Linked DNA regions of Mus musculus: region 1 is linked to region 2. A link is a contact called in public promoter capture Hi-C data. All regions are on one chromosome and are shown on one strand. Each heading gives the region's core, a stretch centred on a gene start, on an enhancer-like site or on the middle of the called end of the contact. The rest is flanking DNA. Distances are from core to core; before and after follow the strand shown.

Evidence for each region. Promoter capture Hi-C pulls out the DNA fragments that hold promoters and counts their contacts.
Region 1: a contact with region 2 is called in a promoter capture Hi-C map of pre-B cells. The contact joins the promoter of Mff here to the promoter of Farsb in region 2.

What each region holds. Positions count from the first base shown.
Region 1 is chr1:82,722,608-82,727,274 of GRCm38.p6, forward strand. It overlaps Mff (mitochondrial fission factor), which reads left to right and starts at 2,283. Exons shown (of 9, transcript NM_029409.3): 1 at 2,283-2,477; 2 at 4,621-4,667. It overlaps C430014B12Rik (a long non-coding RNA gene), which reads right to left and starts at 3,314. Exons shown (of 4, transcript XR_865578.3): 1 at 2,180-3,314.
Region 2 is chr1:78,487,468-78,491,742 of GRCm38.p6, forward strand. It overlaps Farsb (phenylalanyl-tRNA synthetase, beta subunit), which reads right to left and starts at 1,430. Exons shown (of 17, transcript NM_011811.4): 1 at 1,318-1,430. The coding sequence starts at 1,375.

The DNA of each region.
Region 1 (4,667 bases), core at 1,033-3,532, 4.2 Mb after region 2:
TATTAGGTGCTCTGACATTCTATGAAACACTGTCTTGTTTAATAGACTCACATGATGCCCAAAGATAAATGATAAATCAGGGTTACAGAAGAAGACCTGGGTTTGATAACTGAATTATGGATCTTTATTTAAAAGTCATTTCAAAACTTTGAAAAGAAAGGGCTAGGGACAAAAGAAAAAGAAGTCTGCAACATTTAAGAAGTGTAAGGGAGCAATAAGACCCTTGATAGGTTATTTCTCTGCTGCTGCTGAAATCAACCCATTTAAACCAGATTAGATTAGATTAAAGACAGGTTTATTGGGAAGATGCTGTCCGGCAAATGGGTGAGTTCACTGGTGCCAAGGACTGAGGACAAGGAAGTTGCCATGGGGAAAGGGAGGGATAAGAGAGAGAAAGGAGAGAGAAGGGGAAAAAAGGAGAGGGAGAGGAAGAGGGGTGAGAAAGAGGGATGAGTGAGAGGGAGAGAACACATTTAAAAGTCTTGATAATGTATGGCTTACCTAGCTTATCCATACTTACCCCCAAAGGCCTTGACTTGGAATGACAGGATAATGTTATTTAATCTGTCCGTAAAGGAGGATTACTTGTCACTATAAATTAGCAGGACACACCACCCACAGTAGGCCCCTTTGAAATAAAGATTATTTTGAGACAAAGACACTTAAAAAGTGTCTTCTCACATTTTTACAATTTACTACAATGGTCAGCTTCTGATACAGATTATAGATCCTAAGAACTTCTTTGTGTCTTCATTTTTCAATATTCCAACATACAAGCAAAAATTACTAATTAAAAGTGTATGCTTCCATTCTGTTCACCTGCTGTTTTATGCCAATTTAATTGGGGTCTCACTGAGACCTTCAGAAGGTAAAGGGAAATTTTGCTTATCTTAAACCAATATTAGGAAGGACACACAAGAATGAAATTCAGAAAGTTTGACACATTATTTTGAAGGAAAATAACACTTCTGGGGGATCATCTGAGATTTTCTTTGTTTGGGTTTTTGTTGTTGTTTTGAGTCAGGGTTCATTGTGTAGTGCTGGCAATCCTCCCACCCTCTTACTTCTGGTTCCTTAGAACTGTAGTTATAAGAATGAGCCAAAGATTGACTTTGGAAGTATTTTTAGATTCAAGACTATATCACTTGAGTAAATACTCTTCCTTTGCACAAGGGAGTGAGAAATTTGTTCTAGAATCACAGCTCATATCCACAAGCTTATGTCTCTTATATAAAATTGATGGTTGCAGATAACCTATGCACATCCTCACAAACACTTAAAACTGTTTCTAGATTACATATATTTAAACCAATATAAACATGTTAGACTCTATTAGTAGGAAATAACCACAAGAAAAAGAGCATGTATGGGCCTGGAGAGATGGCTCAGTGGTTAAGAGTTCTTCCAAAGGTCCTGAGTTCAAATCCCAGCAATCACGTGGTGGCTCACAACCATCCGTAATGAGATCTGACGCCCTCATCTGGTGTGTCCAAAGAAAGCTACAGTGTACTTACATATAATAATAAATTAATCTTTTTTTTTAAAGTATCAAGGTGTTTACTGTTTAAAAAAAAAAGAGTGTGTATGTTTGATATAGATAATGACACAGGCCTTCCACTCAATACTTAGCTGAGGCTGGTCTGGAACTCTTGATCCTATAGCTTCTAGCTCCTAAGTCCCTAATACTGGGATTTCAAGAGTGTGGCACCAGGCTCAACTATAATATGGAACAGATTGTAAAAAAAAAAATTCTTTAACCCTGGTTGGTTGTCACCAAGGATGAGAAACAGTGGGTGAAGTTGCTAGGTTATGAAAATAGAGGCACACGTCGTATTTCCTGATTTGGCTTCCCGTCTATCCTTCTATGAGCAAGTATGGTTCTTGCCTTCCAGAGGGGAGCCACAAGTTGGGTGTTTAGATTTGAAAGAGATTTCTGACCCCTACTATCTTGAAACCCAATTCAGCTTCCCCTTTTCTCGGATTCTTAATTTGTAAGTTTTAGGGAAATCACAATTAGACTGCTGAAGAATTACTTCCAATATTTAGTTATATATGCAAATTCGCGGGCCACCATAAGAATTTTTATTCAGGCGTTCCTTTAAAACAGGTTACCAGTTTACCTGCAAACGCAAGGTTCTTAAAGATCGCAAAGTCTAGAAACCCCCTCAACAGGAATCACCTGAGACGGAAGTACTTTGCCCACGACAAAAATGGCTCCGCGTCGACGTCTCAGGAGCCTGCATGCAACATCCGCCCTTCTCTCGTCACATGACCAGAAACCTACTTCCGCTACGGCTCCTGGAAGGGGTCAGTCCTGGCCGTTCTCGCGTCTGTCCCGGCCCGTCGCGGCCGCTCCGCCGCTTCTTTGCCCGGGCGCCTCGGTGCGCTCGGTCAACGGCCTCTGCGAGCGCTCACCCGAGTGCCCCGGAGCCGGCGGGCGGCGACCCTCTCTCCGGGGACTCTCCAGCAGGCCCAGGGTGAGTGCTCTAGTCTCCCCAAGCAGGACTCCGGGCCTAGCGCCGCGGCAGTGACACCCCTCTCCAGACTGGGCGGAGCGGCCCCGGCCTTGGCCCGTCATCAGGTCCCTGCCCTGTAAATATTTGGGACCGGCTTCTTCACCGTTTCTACCTCCGCATCTTGTTCTGTGAAACAAAAATCGAATTTTACTGACAAAACGAAAAACACCTATTAGTTTGGGGTTAGGAAACGGAAGGAAGCCTGTGAGTTTGGATCTGGGCTTTTTCGGGCATCTCTTCCACGGGCCCAAGCACCTCGCAGTTTGACCTTGAGTCTGTCGCGTTTAAAAGTAACTCTTTGTTTTGTGTAAAATCCGTATAACTAAAGGCCTTTGGGAGACCCCGGGCTGGCCATAGCATCCTTGCTCGCTGGAGGCGTTGCGGGCTATACCCCCGCACCCCACGCTAAGCTGGGGTCCAGGTCCCCCATAGCCCCTGACCTCCATTTGCTAAAAACTTGTCATTGCAAAACAAACAAGCAAACAAAAACAAGAAACAAACAAACAAACCAGCGTCCCAGTCCCACTAGCTCAGGAGCAGGACGCATTTTCTGGGAAGAGCAACGCTGTCTCTGAATTGGTGGTGCTCTCTAATTCCAGAAGACTAAAACTTGTGCCCAATAATGCTAAGCAGGCCTCCCACGGGGAGCCAGTGAATGGGGATGCCCTTTTTCCCAGGTGAGAAACATTCCTTTCTCCCTCAGTCGCTTTGGCTACTAATGAGATTCCCCAAAGAAAAACCTTTAGGGAAAGTAGGACCATTGAGCCCTATTTAGTATTCTGAGCGCAACTAGATTGCTTGAGGAGGGGTGTGTATGTGTGTTTATATGTGGATAACGGGTTGTCTAATTTTTGGTTTCGAGGACCTGTGAATTGAGATAGCTCCTCAGTGGTGTCTCTGAGTACATGTTTTTTTACTGAACTACTGGAAGGAACTGTGTTAGCTCTCTTCCTGTCTGATAGGGCTGCCTCATTTTAGATTTACAAAGTTTCTTCTGTTACTCTCTCCTTGCTGTTGTGACATTTTTGTTGTTAATAGATACGGGGGGGGGGGGTCCCTTTAGTAGGTTTTTGGGTTGTTTATATAATTCTAGATGTGAGCCCCCTGCCATATGACTACCCAACAAAGATCCCGTAGAATCTCTCTACTCTTAATTTCTACAGAAAGTTTGTATGTTACATGATGCCAGTTCTTGCTGGTGTTTCCTCAGCCTCTCGGAGCCCTTTGCAGAAAGTCCTTGCCTGTGCCTGTGTATCTTCAAGGTTTTGACTCAGAGCTTCAGCAGTTCTTAGATTAGACCTTTGATTCACTGCGACTTAATTTTTTTAAATAGTTTTGGTTTTGTTACATATGTTTATATGCGTACAGCAAGTTTATGGTTCAAAGGTAGTGAATATTAATTAAGGGTAAATAGTCCCTTAAAAATAGATTTGTGTTTTTAAAAATGAAAGCCAACCTAAAGAAGAAATTGAGTGTAATGTACGGGACCCCGATGAAATTGGAAAACATTGCGGATGTTTGGGTGTGGCCTAGAAAGTGGAGCTGTGGTATCAGATAGGAGTCTGAAGGAGATTTATCTCAAGGTATACAACAAGCATGTAATGACCAAAGACGTGGGAGTAAAACCTTAGCCCCAAATTAAGTTTATTTGTTACCAAAGAATACCCAAAGTACCATAGTTTTAATGAGAAAGAAAAAATAATTAGGTCCTCCTCTGTTTTATTGAAACATACAATCTAAAAACTGAGGCAGTAGTATTGTCTTAATACAGTCCTCATTTTGTGGTAACCAACTATAAAATTATTACTGTTGTTAGTTCATAACTGCAATTTTGCTATTGTCATGAATTGTATTATAAATATCACAAAAGTGTCCAACCACTGTGGTAGTCACTCAACAACCATAGGGGTCGAGACCCTCGGGTTGAGAGCTGCTGCCTTACATGGTGACTGTCTGTTCTAAGACATCAAAATTTGGTACTTTTGAAATTCTTTGTTTATTAGTGTAAAGTTGTAAATCTTTGTGGCTTTTATTTAAAGATTTTCTAGCTAAGTCCCTAACAACGGTATCATCTAGTTTCTCAGTCGCTGTTCTCCTCCCGCAGGGATAAAAGTGGCTCTCACCCTAGCACATGTGCATCGGAGCAATTTA
Region 2 (4,275 bases), core at 180-2,679:
ACACCATCATATGAACTTCAGAGACAGTGACCACCAGGAGAGAGAATATGATTTAGAGTAACAGGGCAAGTGAGGTATATTAATAAGCTTACTATATAAGGGAAACTGGTTAGGAAATTAAAACCACATTCCAAAAGCAAAGCGATTTCCTGTTTCTAAGGCCTTGGTCACAACTATAATTGTATCACTTGGGAGACTGAGTCAGGAGGATTGCCACAAGTTTAGAGTCAGCCTGGACTTCAGAATAAGGTTCTGTCTCCAAAAGAACAACGACAAAATCCGACAAACACAGGGGGTGAGTAATATCTAAAGTCCATCCTTAGGAAAAAAAAATCTTAAAAGTTTACTTGTACGACATCAGTACTGTGGTGTTATGAACCTGCTCCATTTTGTCCTCTAATTTTGGCCTCTAATACTCAAAAACAAGGAGGCTCTCATAAAACACTCGCTCTGACCTTTATAGAAGCTGATAACTACAGGGTGAGGCTGATACCATTTCAACTTACTACATCTGTGTTGGAAATGATAATTTGACTAATATTTACCTCCCTTCCCCCCCCCCCCACAATGGTTTAGTTTTAGAACTGAGAAAGAGGGAAGTGTGTCATGAATGCTAAGCCCATAGAAGTGATTCCATTTAGGGGTCAAATCAATGTTAACTATCAAATGCTACCCCTGCACAAAACCTGGTTTCCTTTCCCAGAAACATTTAGCATGTCCAATAAACCGTTTTACTAACATCATGGTTTGTTATTTTTCTCATGTATGTGTCATGTGCACAGCTCTACTCCCAAACACTGCCTGACACACTTCTGGAGCCTGGTCAACACTAAAATAAAGCCAATGCCGGGCTTGGTGGCACACGCTTGTTATCCCAGCACTCAGAAACTGAGGCAAGAAGACCGACAGTTCGAAAACAGCCTGGGCTACATAGTGAGACCCGCATCTTTCTTAAACGTCTCCCCTTCGCTGTCAATCTGGTTCCACAGCCTACAGTTGTGATGGAACCCAGGGTACGTTTCCTCGTCTGTGTCCCGACACCAAAGTCCGTGCTGGGCACGGAGTTGGAGCTCGGTCTCTAAATGAATGACACGGAGAGCCCGACACGCGCTGATGATGCAACGGAGCCACCGCGGAGCTGGTTCCGAGAAGCTACTTCAGCGCAGCCGAGTCTCCTCGCCCAGCAGCGCGCCCCTGAGGACTCTGGCCGTGCCGGGCCAAACCCCACGTAGCGGCATGAACGCCGCCAGCACGTTCTTCTGCAGGGCGAGCAGACTTCCCCAGGCACCGAGCCCAAGCCACGGGGCGGGCACTCACTGTAGGTCCGGCCCAGGGCTTGGAAGAGCAGGTCTCGCTTTACGCTGACAGTCGGCATGGCGAGTCGTGGACACTGCGCCTGCGCCACATGCGGGGCCTCAGCGACCCTAGAGTGAAGGACCCGACGCTCCGCTCTTGGGCTGTCTCACGTGATGCCTGTCTAAATTCAACCATTTGCACATCCGTTTTCCAGCCGAATATAGGAAAACACCTCTCTCTGGATTATTTAACATAGTTCTGTTGTGACGATAACCAAAAAGTTTGGAAAATAGGTGTAATCGGGTGGAATTATCTCTATTTTGACAGGCAAGAGTGAGAACAGACCTCAGAGGCCTGGATGCTTCCCAAAGCCCTAGGGAAGATGCCAAGTTGGGTAGGCGGAGCGCTAGATTGGTGGGAAGGACTTCCAGGTAGAGAAGTCCGCCCAGAGGTATTTGAAAAGCAAGGTAAACGGATGCAAGACTTCCTGCAAAGAAGAATATGCAAATACTAATGGCAAGGTCTGTTAACAGGCCACATTTTTTTACTTTTTTGAGACAGGTTTCTCTGTCGCCTTGACTGTCCTGGAACTCGCACTATAGACTAGGCTGGCTTTGAACTCCGAGAACTTTTGAGATCCGTACCTCCCTAGTGCTGGGATTAAAGGCATGCGCCACCACTGCCGGGCTTTTACTTAATCCTTTAACCCTCTTGAAACTACAGATTTTATACCCGAGCCTTGTTCGAACGCAGCAGCAGCCCTGTGGGTAGGCGTTGTTAGAGACCGCAGGACTTTTCTGTCAGATGCTGTACTCAGCCTAAAAAGTGCACGAGCAGATTTGCTCCTTAGAATAACTCTGAGGGACAGTACGTCAAATCATGGGCCACTGAGATGTCAGGACTTAATCCCGTGTAGCCTGCAAATGCTACTTTATGTGGTATCAGAGCCTATGTGGAATAAGCTAAGGGTTTTGAGATGGAACTTAGCCTAGGTTATTAGGATGGGCCCTAAATGCAATTGACTGTAGACTCAATAAGCGGAAGGCAGTGATTCCAGTAAGGTCACTAAAAAAAATAAAGTCAGTAGTCTTCGAAACTGGAAGAGATAAGGAGGGAAATCTCTCCTAGCCTATTCAGCAGCCCCCAAAACACTTGGATTTGGGCCAGTGAAATTGCTTTTGGGTTTCTTGCCTCCAGAACTTGAATATAACAAAGTTCTGTTTCATCTCATTCATTATTCTTTATGATTTGAGATAAAGGCTCAACTCTATAGCTGAAGCAGTCCTGGAACTCATCCTGTAGCTCTGGATGGCCAGAAATTTTCAGAGTTTTAAGGTGTCCTGAAAGACAAGAATATAAGTTACCTCACCAGACTCAAGTTTCTGTTTGAAATCAAAAGTTTGTAGTACTTCCTTTCAGCAGCCATGAAAAAACAAATACATCAAAGCAGGAAGATAAAACAGCCATGGACTGTGGGACTCACCTAACCTGTAAGGCATAGCAGAAACATTGCTTCCTCAAGAGAAAATAAAGCAAGGACCAACACTGAGGAAGTGAGAACCCTTCACTTGAGGAAGCAGAACTGAGGCTAGACTTAGGCCATCATAACTCTTAATAAGTTTTCCACTGCACTAATTTCCACTTATGGCAAGTCCCACGTGTAGCTTTCTGACCCTAAATTCCAGTAAGTGGGCACTTACTGAGTTCACCAACTCAAATGCTCATCTCTCAGAAACATACAACTAACAGTATTTGGCTACTTATTAAGGGATCTATTAACTCAGGCATTTGACCATAACATTAACTCTCATACTTCATAAGAGGATTTAAAATGCCGCTTTGTTTCCCCTGATATGTCACTATAGGCGTGTTTTAAGAAATTATAGATGGATGTGGGAAACAAAGTAAATAATGCTATTTGGAGAGTAAACCAGAAATAGTTCTTAATATTTTACTTTTAAGGATTATTTCCCCATGGAGATTTACAAAGTTCCAGCCCAATTTAAATTATTTTTTCTATTGATTCTGGGGTTTAGGTTGTATTTTTTAAAAATCTTCCTCCACACATTTTTTAAAAACCATGTTTTCCTTTTTGAGTACATCAGTAGAATTCTTTTCCATTTAAATCTCAGATCTTTTTTGAGATTTGTTTTGGTTTTTGGAGCTAATGAACAAGCCAGTTTTATTTTATTTTCAAACAGCAATGCCAATACCATTTATTAAAAAGCTTTTTTCCCCATCCAGTTTGTAATATCACATATTAAATTTCCACATATATTTGGATCCACTGCCAGAGTGTCTGTTTCAATGCCAGCACCAAGCTCTTTTAATAATTATGGTGTCATTTTCCAAACCCCTCCTGGAAACCAGTTCCAAAGGCCAAAGAACCACATTGTCAAGTTTAGTTACAGCAGTGACCCTACTTCTCCAGTTACTTTTCCCATTGCTGTGACCAAAAACACCCGACGGAAATAATTCAAGGGGAAAAAAATTATTTTTGGCATCCTTTCAAAAGGTTCATTCAGTTGGTCACGGTGGGCAAGGCAAGGAGAGGCAGTTCACATCTCAGAGGGCCAGGCAGCAGGGCTGGAAATGTGGGTGCACCCTTAGCATTCCCCCTTCATGTTTTCATTCCATCCAGGCCTCTAGCCCATAGAATGGTGCCACCTACATGCAAGACAGATCGTTACCTCTCTGGACTCAGCCTTTACAAACACAGCCAGCTGTGTACCTCCCCAGCTTCTAGGTGTTCTAAATCCAGACAAGTTGGCAATGATAATAACTTTCATAAGCATGTTTTCTCTTTCATCATGAAACCTCAGTCTTGGAATTATTCTAAAGAAAAAACTGGTATCATTCTTTGTAATATAGAAAAAAAAATGAAACAGCTGAAACATCTAACATGGCTTGGTTAAAGTGTTTCGATACAACCCAGTAGGAACATTAAAAGCCATGTAGCAGGCCAGGGATTCAGCTTCC